2 separate regions of the Sus scrofa genome follow, and region 1 is linked to region 2. A link is a contact called in public HiChIP or PLAC-seq data. All regions are on one chromosome and are shown on one strand. Each heading gives the region's core, a stretch centred on a gene start, on an enhancer-like site or on the middle of the called end of the contact. The rest is flanking DNA. Distances are from core to core; before and after follow the strand shown.

Evidence for each region. HiChIP or PLAC-seq counts read pairs in DNA pulled down with a chosen protein or histone mark.
Region 1: a contact with region 2 is called in an H3K27ac HiChIP or PLAC-seq map of alveolar macrophages. The contact joins two enhancer-like sites. A contact is called at or near these places in 2 of 2 datasets of contacts at active chromatin or transcription factors (alveolar macrophages and skeletal muscle).

The regions. Positions count from the first base shown.
Region 1 is chr15:15,761,969-15,766,809 of Sscrofa11.1, forward strand. No RefSeq gene overlaps it. Among named protein-coding and RNA genes, the nearest start is that of DARS, 46 kb to the right of the region's middle. Within about 2 kb of position 3,518, at least 54 of the 83 cell types and tissues checked have an H3K27ac peak or open chromatin away from gene starts, as enhancers often do. A contact at or near this core is called in alveolar macrophages, where this site is marked.
Region 2 is chr15:15,558,341-15,563,067 of Sscrofa11.1, forward strand. The region is part of intron 2 of THSD7B (thrombospondin type-1 domain-containing protein 7B); the gene reads right to left. Among named protein-coding and RNA genes, the nearest start is that of THSD7B, 50 kb to the right of the region's middle. Within about 2 kb of position 2,016, at least 14 of the 83 cell types and tissues checked have an H3K27ac peak or open chromatin away from gene starts, as enhancers often do. A contact at or near this core is called in alveolar macrophages, where this site is marked.

The DNA.
Region 1 (4,841 bases), core at 2,268-4,767, 210 kb after region 2:
AAGAAAAAGAAATTCTGATGAGGATGCAATGATAGGTCAACCTAGAAACAAGTTGCAGGGCCAAAGGAGGCCACATTCTTTTGCAGTAACTACTCGGGATAACCATGCCCCCAAATAGAGGCATTTGCCTGCCTTCTGTTAAAAGCATCAAAAGATAACCCATATCCTTTACAGAGTTCACAGCCCTATTCTACTCAAAAAGAAGATAGCTCCATTTCCAAGAATGTTCGAGTCTGGAAGCAGAATAGCCTAAATGACCAATAAGTCCCTTAGACTTAAAACACATTTGCATTCCATGTGTCCGTGTTACAGTGAATATTGTATGAGGGGGAAAGCCAAGCCTTTGCCAAAAACCATATATGCTTTCTGGTGGAATGAACTTGAACTTATATTTGTTGTTGTTGTTGTTGTTGTTTTAGGGCCGCACCTGTGACATAGGGGCCCAGTCGGAGCTGTAGCCACCGGCCTACACCACAGCCACAGCAACACGGGATCCGAGCTGCATCTGCAAACCTACACCTCAGCTCACAGCAACACCTCATCCTCCACACACTGAGCTAGTTCAGGGATTGAACCTGAGTCCTCATGGATGCTAGTTGGATTCCATAACCGCTGAGCCACGATGGGAACTCCCTGAACTTAATTTAGGCAGATAGGTGGATCCTCTGCCCAAAATAGCTTTTCCAGTGTTTATCACAAAGCCCACCATTAGCCATCCATCCTCCTTACTAATTACACGCCAGCTATGTAAGGAAGTGTGGTTTTTCACACTTTGAGATTCTGTTTCCTGGCCTCTTTCCCTTTATCATGCTCCTCCTCACTCTCATCCCCACTCTGGTACTCCCTTTCTTTAAGATTAGGCTTAGGTATCATTTTTAGGAAAATTCACTTATGACCCTACTCTCACCCTCTTTCTGTGTTTCTATAATAACCAATTAATATCAGCATGATTATATATAGACATTTTCCCATCTATTCACATTTCCAGTGGATATCAAATGTTTAGTGAGCAAAATATTCACTTGAGGAATTTGTTAAAAATACATATTTCCCTCGCCTTATTCAGAGATTTTTTGAGTCAGTAAGTGTGGGGTAGGCTCAGGAGATTATATCTGTAAATAAAACCTTCCCTAGTGATCCTGATGCTGGTGTACACCAACAACACTGGAGAACTCCACCTTGTCTGCATCCCAAGCCCCTTGACAATTGAGGCTAGAAGCCATCTTTAATTCTTCTTCATATCCCCAGTCTCGATCCAGAAACAATCCATGGCCCAGGGAAAGTCAGTATTTCAAAAAGTTGTTGAGGAGTGCCCTGGTGGCTCAACCAGTTGAATATCTGGCATCGTCACTGCTGTGGCTCTGTTTACTGCCTTGTCGATCCCTAGCTGGGGAACTTCCACATGCCAAGGTACAGCCAAAAAAAAATCCTTAAAACAAGAAGTTGTGAATAAATGAGTTCTGAAACATCTCTGGTTGAAAAAACAAACATAAAATAAATTCTTTTTGTGGAGTAATTGTGAGTGCATGGCCAAGAAAAGAAATTAGATGATAGGAGTGATGGAAAATCCCTGAAGTCAATTTTCCAGTTGCCTCATATATTTTGCCAAGAGACCTTCCTGCAAATCTCTTCTTCTTTTTCAGCATCACCCCCCTTTACTGGGCTTCCTTCTGCCCACCATGCCTGGTGTTACACCAATCAGCTATCTATGGGATTTTATATCATATTTATATTGCATCCCACGCCCCTCTAGTATTGCAGTCAGGAAGAAAGTGTGTGTTAGGTTATATGCCCTTCTGTACTTTCTGATCATTTATTCTTAATTGGTAGTGCCCAACCTGTGATAGAATGTTTTAAATCTAAATTTGAAAGACGACCGGGAAAGGTTCTTATAATATGCCAAAGACAAGAACAGAGAGTAGTCTGTGTTCAAACAACCAGTAAAATCAGGACAAGAATATAGATCTTGGTTTGTAAAGTAAAGCTGTGTGTGTACTCTATTTGGTATAGATGTTAGCCATGCTAGGAAAGAAAAAAAAGAAGTGTGTATGTACATATGTGGGTGTGCGGTTACAAATGAGCTTGCCAAGAATTTTCTAGTTTCTTATTAGAGTAAAATGGGTTTGATTCTTTGTCTTGGTGTCTCCCATCCTAATTCAATGGGAGCTGAAAATATTCTTCACCCAGCCCTCAGGGTGAAAGAGTTCTGTGCTACAGAATGCTATTTTGTTTTCAGGCTGTTTGATATTAATGGCTTGATTACCAATATGGTGGTGTAGCAAGGAGTTTCATTTGGGGAAGTTTTAGTACTGTATGTCAATGAATACTAGAAAAATATTCTTTTATGTCTCTTACACATACACACACAACTCTGATTTTCCCACTCCCCTTAACAAAGCCCTTTTCAAACACTCCCTCTAAAAAGTGTGCCATTTAAATAAGTTTAAACGAATTTATTTATTTTGGGATAATCTTAGGTTTACAAAAAAAAGTTGAAAAGAAAGTACAGAGAGTTCTCATATATCCTTCATCAATTTTTTGTAATGTTAACATCTTTCATAATCTTGGTCCATTTGTCTAAACCAATGATGACAAACATAGCAGCCTGCTGGCCAAATTCAGCCTGCTGCCTGTTTTTGTAGAGGCTGCAAGCAAAGAAGAGTTTTTATATTTTTAAATGGTTGAAAAAAATCAAAAGAATAATATTTCATGACACATGAAAAGCATATGAAATTCAAAATTCAGTATCCTTAAAAATTTTTATTGGAATATAGCCACACCCATTATTGTACATATTGTCTATAGACCCTTACCACTATTATGGTGGAGTTGAATGGTTGCACCAAGAGACCATAGAACCCACAAAGCCCAAAGTTTTACTTTCTAGTCTCCTATAGAAAAGTTTGCTGACTCCTAGTCAAACCTAAGAAATTAACATTGCTACATTACTGTTAAATAAACCACAGACTATTCATCACTAGTTTTTCCACTAATGTTTCACGATGCAATCCAGGATACCATATTGCATTTAGCAAACACTTTTTGTATAGTGAGAGTCTGTTTAACCACCAGGTGCACGATCCTACTTTGGAAAATATTTCAGCTAACAAATGAATTTCAGCTGGCCATTTGAACAGGGTTTGTTTTGTTGTTTGTTTGGGATTGTTTACATGTTTTACACAATAGGCAGACAATTTAATGCAACATCTGGGCTAGGAATGCTGTGAACTTGAAGATGGAGGAAAAGCTATATTTGTTCAAGCAGTCCACGTGCGGCGGACCAAGGCAGGATACCAACTTGGACCCTTCAGAAAGGAGGCTCCCAGTGTTCCTCTGTGTACAGTGTGAGGCCTTCCCCTGGCCACATGCAATCCCCGACCCAGCTCCCTATCCTTTGTTTCCTCTTCTCCCAGCCTGGCCTGTGAACACCGCGGCTCTCCCTTTCACCCACTACCTCGGCTTTCAATGGGCTCCACAGGCACAGGCGGGCGGCGTCCGGTTGCCGGGCAACGGCCTGAGAGGCAGCACACGATGCCGCCAGGGCCGAGACACATCCGCACCAGCCCGTCTGCGCCTTGAGCCTGTGGCCTGATTTCTCCCTCTCCATTGTTGTAGCTAACACAAAAGGCTACAACTCCAGTATAGTCACGGGGGCTGCATTAAATTACGCGCCAGGCCGTTCTTCGGGCCAGAGTCTTTGTGACTGCGATGCGTGCCCTCTCGGTGCCAGAACTCAGAGTCTGTGACAGGCAGGCTGAAGCGCTTCGCAAGCGTGGGCGAGTCCTCTCCCTCCCTCCCTTCACCACATCCGCCCACCGACCGCCTTTGTTCCTTTCAGCTGGCTGCCAGGCTCTCGTTTGCCTTTTGGCTGGTGTGAGATCACTCCAGCGGCGGTCTTGGGCATTCCTCCCCACTTGCTTCCTTCTCTCCCACGTTTAGCGCCCATCTAAAAAAATCCCAGGCCTACTTGGTCATCTTTTCTTATCTCTTTCTCAACCATCCTCCACTCCCCCATCCTCTCTCTCTCTCTCAAGTTTTTGAGGCTGCTGTTGCCATGGCATTCAAATAACTTAGGAGATGAAGGGAGATTTTCTTCCGTGTCTGCCAAACGCCCCAAACTTCAGGGGCCGAAGTCAGCCTGAGTCGCTGGGATTTGCCAGTGCTCCCATGTCCTCCAGTCTGAAGAGTTACATTTAACTCACCACCTCTATACCTTGATCCACTGTTCAGCATCGTGTTTGGATTTGGGAAAGTTTGGTATTGAATTGGGAAGAGAATTTTTAAGTCATGCTTAGAAGCACTTGCACATAAAAGCTGGAGGGGGGGTCTCCTCCCAAGGAAAAACATTGTAAGACCTGAAAGTATTTTTCTTCAACAGTGTAACATGGACAAAGTGTATCATATTAGCTATTTGATACCAGTTCTTATTTGCTGATTTGCTGAGGGAGAAGTTCACGAAGGTAACACTAACCTTTCTGCCTTTTTTAAAAATCCTATTAGGTGAAATGCCTGCTGTTCAGCTGGGGTTCCCAGGTGTGGGCTACCCCCACAGTGCTTTCTTCTGCCAGGGGAAATCTCAGCACACTGGCTTCTAACAGTGTGGGAATCCAGGTATACCTTGCACCTGAAGCCTCTTACCATCTTTGTGTTTCTATATTCCCACTCCCTTCTCAATAATAGTCTGCTAAAACACAGCCATGATGAAATAAGTTTGGTCTGTCTTGAGAGGGATTTAACTACACAGCTACAACTTATTTTTAATGCAGAATTCATTATTAAATAAAATTCCACATTTTATTTAATGTGGAAGAGAGAGAGCAAAAACTGTATATTTTTTAATG
Region 2 (4,727 bases), core at 766-3,265:
ATTTCTTCAAAGGCAATTTGGGGTTGATGCTCAGTCCTTTGTGGCAAATTCAGAAGCATTTCTAATTAGTTTATTCATAACCATAGTGTGGAAAGAGTCCATGCTTCCTCATCTAGTGTTGATGTCTGAAAGCACAAGGCCAATAAAATTCCAGTTTGGAGTCCTCCAGCTCACCGTTGCCAGCCTGCACATGGTAGGAATAGATTTCAGGCAGTGATTCTCAAACGTCCATGTGGATCAGAATTACATGTCCAGAATCATAATCATATGCCCTATACCCCATGGCATCAAAATCACTCTCACTTTTTTTTTTGGCCATGCCAAAGGCATACAAACGTTTCCAGGCCACGGTTCAATCCTATGCCACAGCTGTGACCTGAGCTGCTGCAGTGACAGCACCTTGTCCTTAACCCACTGAGCCACCAGTGAACTCCACTCTTGCATTTTTAAGAAGTTCTGCAGATAACTATGATGACTATAAAACACTGATAACAAACAAGGTTAAGGGACTTGCAGAAGAGCTTGTCACATGCCCTCTGGCCAACTGCCAAATGAGTCAGAGAAGGTAGATCCATCAACAATGAACACAGACTTGCAAGTTGCCACTGGCCAATGATTGAGACACAGCAATGGGGATGACCCCAAAGGCATTTCTATCTGGCCTTCAAAGGGGGCTCCAATCCATCAGCCCCACCCAATGCAAACCTCCACACTGCTGGGTAAAGGCAGAAAGTACAGGGCATGAGCGACAAGAACGTGGCTTCAGTTTGGAAAGTGAGGGAGAGAAATTCTGAAGAGGGCAGAGAACAAGTGTGTGGGAAAGAAGAAACATTAGAGCTGAACTGGAAGGCTCAAGACTGCAGAAATACACAGTCGCACCTCCTCTCATGCAAACCTGCACTTTTAGCGCCAGAGCCACAAGGCACACGTGGCCACTGAACCCTTGAAATATGGCCGGGTCAAGTTGAGATGTGACACCAAAAAAATTTCAAAATCCACATCAGATTTTTAAGCCTTAGTGCTAAAAAAGAATATACAATTATTTTTCAATAACTAACCTACTAATTATACATCAAAATATTTTAGATATATGTTAAATACAACATCTATTCTTAAAACTACTTTCATGTGCTGATAGAAATTAGGCACATGGTTCACATTTTTTTTTTTTTTTGGTCTTTTTGCCATTTCTTGGGCTGCTTCCCCCGGCATATGGAGGTTCCCAGGCTAGGGGTCTAATCGGAGCTGTAGCTGCCGGCCTATGCCAGAGCCACAGCAACGCAGGATCCGAGCCACGTCTGCAACCTACACCACAGCTCACCGCAACATCGGATCCTCATGGCAACGCTGGATCCTTAACCCACTGAGCAAGGGCAGGGATCAAACCCTCAACCTCATGGTTCCTAGTCGGATTCGTTAACCACTGCGCCACAACGGGAACTCCAGTTCACATTTTTGTCTCCTATTGTAGTTCTATTGCCCAGCACTAACCCATACTACTATTCAGCTGATTTTTTTCTTTAAAATTGACTCACATTTTTACTTAAACCTTAGTCATATGCCAAATGAATAATAACCCTGAAACCACAAGTTTGATGGAGCAGGTTTTTTTCTGATAAGCACTAAAATAAATATATAAAAGAGTTCATCCACACTACCGAACTTCAGTTTGAGCTTTGTCAGTAGGACATAAAGCCATGTTTTAGGAAACCCAAATCTACTGCAAACCCTTTGACACCCAGAGAGAGAGAGGACCTAGCCATAGTCAACAATGTGATCGGGGCAGAGGCAGCCCAGGGCTGTTTGGTAAGCTCTGTGGGCGGGTGAGGTTGGGATAACCTGGGCACCCACACAGACACACTCAGAGACTGTGCGACTGTCATCAGCACAGAGGGAGTGGCATCTGGTCACACTTTCCGGGTTTCCACTCTGCCCTGGCAGTTCACCAAGCAGGATGACTTTCTTAAAGGTCCAGTAAGGAAAACAGCTTCTGCCTTTGAGTAATTGTGGAAACAGGCAGTGCTTCCGCAATGACCCCATAACCCATGCCAATCTGCTGACTGCCTAGCCGCCACCACCTCTCCCTTGACCCCTCCACCCACCAGCCCTACTTCTGGGTGGCAGTTGCCATTGTCCACAATACAGGGCCCCCACCCCGGGTCACAGCCTGGCTCTGGCTGCCCTCCCCCAGCTGCCCTTTCTGATCTCAGGAGAGGATCAAAGGACAACCTCCAGAAAGGTACTTGCAAGCCCCTTACCTTGGCAAGAGGTAGGGACACCCTAGGGATGTGGAGGGGCCAGGCTAACACCCAGCATCCCTCGACTTGCACCCTAACCCAGCAGGTGCTTAATGAGTGCTGGTGAAGACTGAGCTGGGGGATGGGAGAGTCTTGCCCTTTCTACCTGAATCCCCCAACCAGGAATGTTTCCTCCTGAGCAGGGGGAGGCTTGGGATCAGTCCCAGCAGCCAATACTTACCACAGATGCAATGTGAGGTGACTCTGGCTTCCCCTCAAAAAAGCCTTCTAGAACATTCTTGGCCCTTCAGAAAGGTCACATCTAGAGGTCTGAAACAACCTCCCCACAGACATCTATGTATGCCCCCTGCCATGTTTTGGGCACCTTTCCTCCTCCTGTGTCTTGGGCTCCTCTCACCCCAGGAGCATCCAGATTCCTCGAAGTTCATATCTGCTCTTGGACTTCCTCCTAGTTCACAGTCTGTTCAGATGGCTTTTTTTTTTTTTTTTTTTTTGGCTTTTTTAGGGCTGTACCCGAGGCATATGGAAGTTCCCAGGCTAAGGGGCACCACAGCCACAGCAATGCGGGATCTGAGCCACATCGGCAACTACACCATAGCTCATGGCAATACCACATCCTTAACCCAGTGAGTGAGGCCAGGGATCGAACCCTGGTCCTCATGGATACTAGTTAGGTTTGTAACAACCAAGCCATGACAGGAACTCCTCAGGTGGCTCATTTTAGCTAATGTGATTTCTACTTCCAACTCCTTGGTCCAGAATTAGAGCCACCCACAGCCCCACCGGTGGGCTCTGGGGCCAGGGAGATTGCATCTGGGGCACCCACTTTCAGACCAGCCACAGGCCTCCACCATAGGTGGAAGAGACCCCCCCCCCACAGGCCAGAGTGAGCCCCTCTTCAGAAGAGAACCCGGATGACCATGCCCACACACAGGGCTGGCATACCTGCCCCTTCCCTCAGCAGACCCTCTGAAGACCACAATGGGAAGCAACCCGGGTGGGAGACCTGGCCCCCAGCCCCAGCCTGGCCTCTACACACCCATCCTTACAAGGGTGCTAGATGTTACAAGGCCATGCAGAGTTAAAATGCTACCAAAATAAGGGAAAACCAACAAGGAATCCAAGCTGCTTTGTGTGTCAGCCCCACAAAAAATGCCAATAATAGCTGATCATCTTTTAGCAATTACCATGAGCAATCACCATGAGAGTTTCACCTCATGCAATCTTCACCATAACCTGAGGAAACAGATTCAGAGAGATGAAGTAATTTGCCCAAGGTGACACAGCTTCTAGGTGACAGCCAGTCGGTGTCCTTAACCTGCTCCATGCACTGCCTCCTCCCACGTCCCTGTGAGAGATGGCACAGGGGGAGAGAGGCAGCAGAGGAAGGGAGAGAGTGCAGCTGCCCAGACGCCCCTCAAGGACAGACACAGACGGGTGGAGTGGACCAGCACAATGGGCTATAGACCCAGGTGGCTCCTTCCCATTTGTCCTTCTTATCACCATAGTGCCACACTCAGCAGAGCCCCCTCAAGGTCGCCAGCCGCGTGCATGTCCCCAGGGGTCTGTGACAGGCTTTCAGGGTCTGTTCCATTGACAGCTTGAATTTGACAAGATCTGTGCTGAAGACAGAGCCCCATAACTGACTCGCAGTAAAACGCCCGTGGCCCTCCCCAGGGACCCCCGTGATGGATGGGCCTCTCTCTGAGGGTCTCAGGGGGCCAGCTGGGGAGGGCTGAGGGCTCTGGGGCCTCACTCAAGCTGCCGGGAGGTCAAACACCATTTTAATGATTACCCTGTGCCAGCCGCCACTCACTTGCTCAGAAACCAGGCCAGGCCAATCTCATCTCTGGCAAACGCCATGCTTCCCGGAGGGCTGGGCACACTCCTGTCCCAACACTCTCCTGTGTCCTGGCAGGAGCAGAGAGGCCAGGGCTGGAGGGAGGCCGAAGGGGCTGCAGAGCCTGGTGCTCTCCTGTCCCCTTCTAGTCACAGGATCATGGACACGGCAAGCAGAGGGCCCCCACCCCTGTCCACCTAAAGGGAATAGAGAATAGGGAATCTACTCGTTCACACATTCTCAGATATTTACTGGACCCCTAGAGCGAGGAAGGCAGACATTGGCCCTATTCCAGGGAGTGGACCGTTTGGCAGCCGTTTTCTACAAGGACCCCCTGGAGGAAGCAAGCTCTGCAGGATGGTTAGAGGCCACTGAGCCCAAATACAAAGGATATGGATGATACAAGGCAATACCCGCCTGCAGCAGCCAGAGGCTTGTTTCCAGGCCTTCTCAGGGTATTCGGTATACAGGGAAAAGCTCCCAAACAAGAGGTTCTCCAAACTGGCTATGTCTCAGAGCCACACTGAGCACATCTTAATTATATAGATTCCTACAATTATAAGATTATTGCTCCCAGTGAGTCAGCTCTGTAGGTCTCACATGGGACCTAGGAATCTGCATTTGTAAAA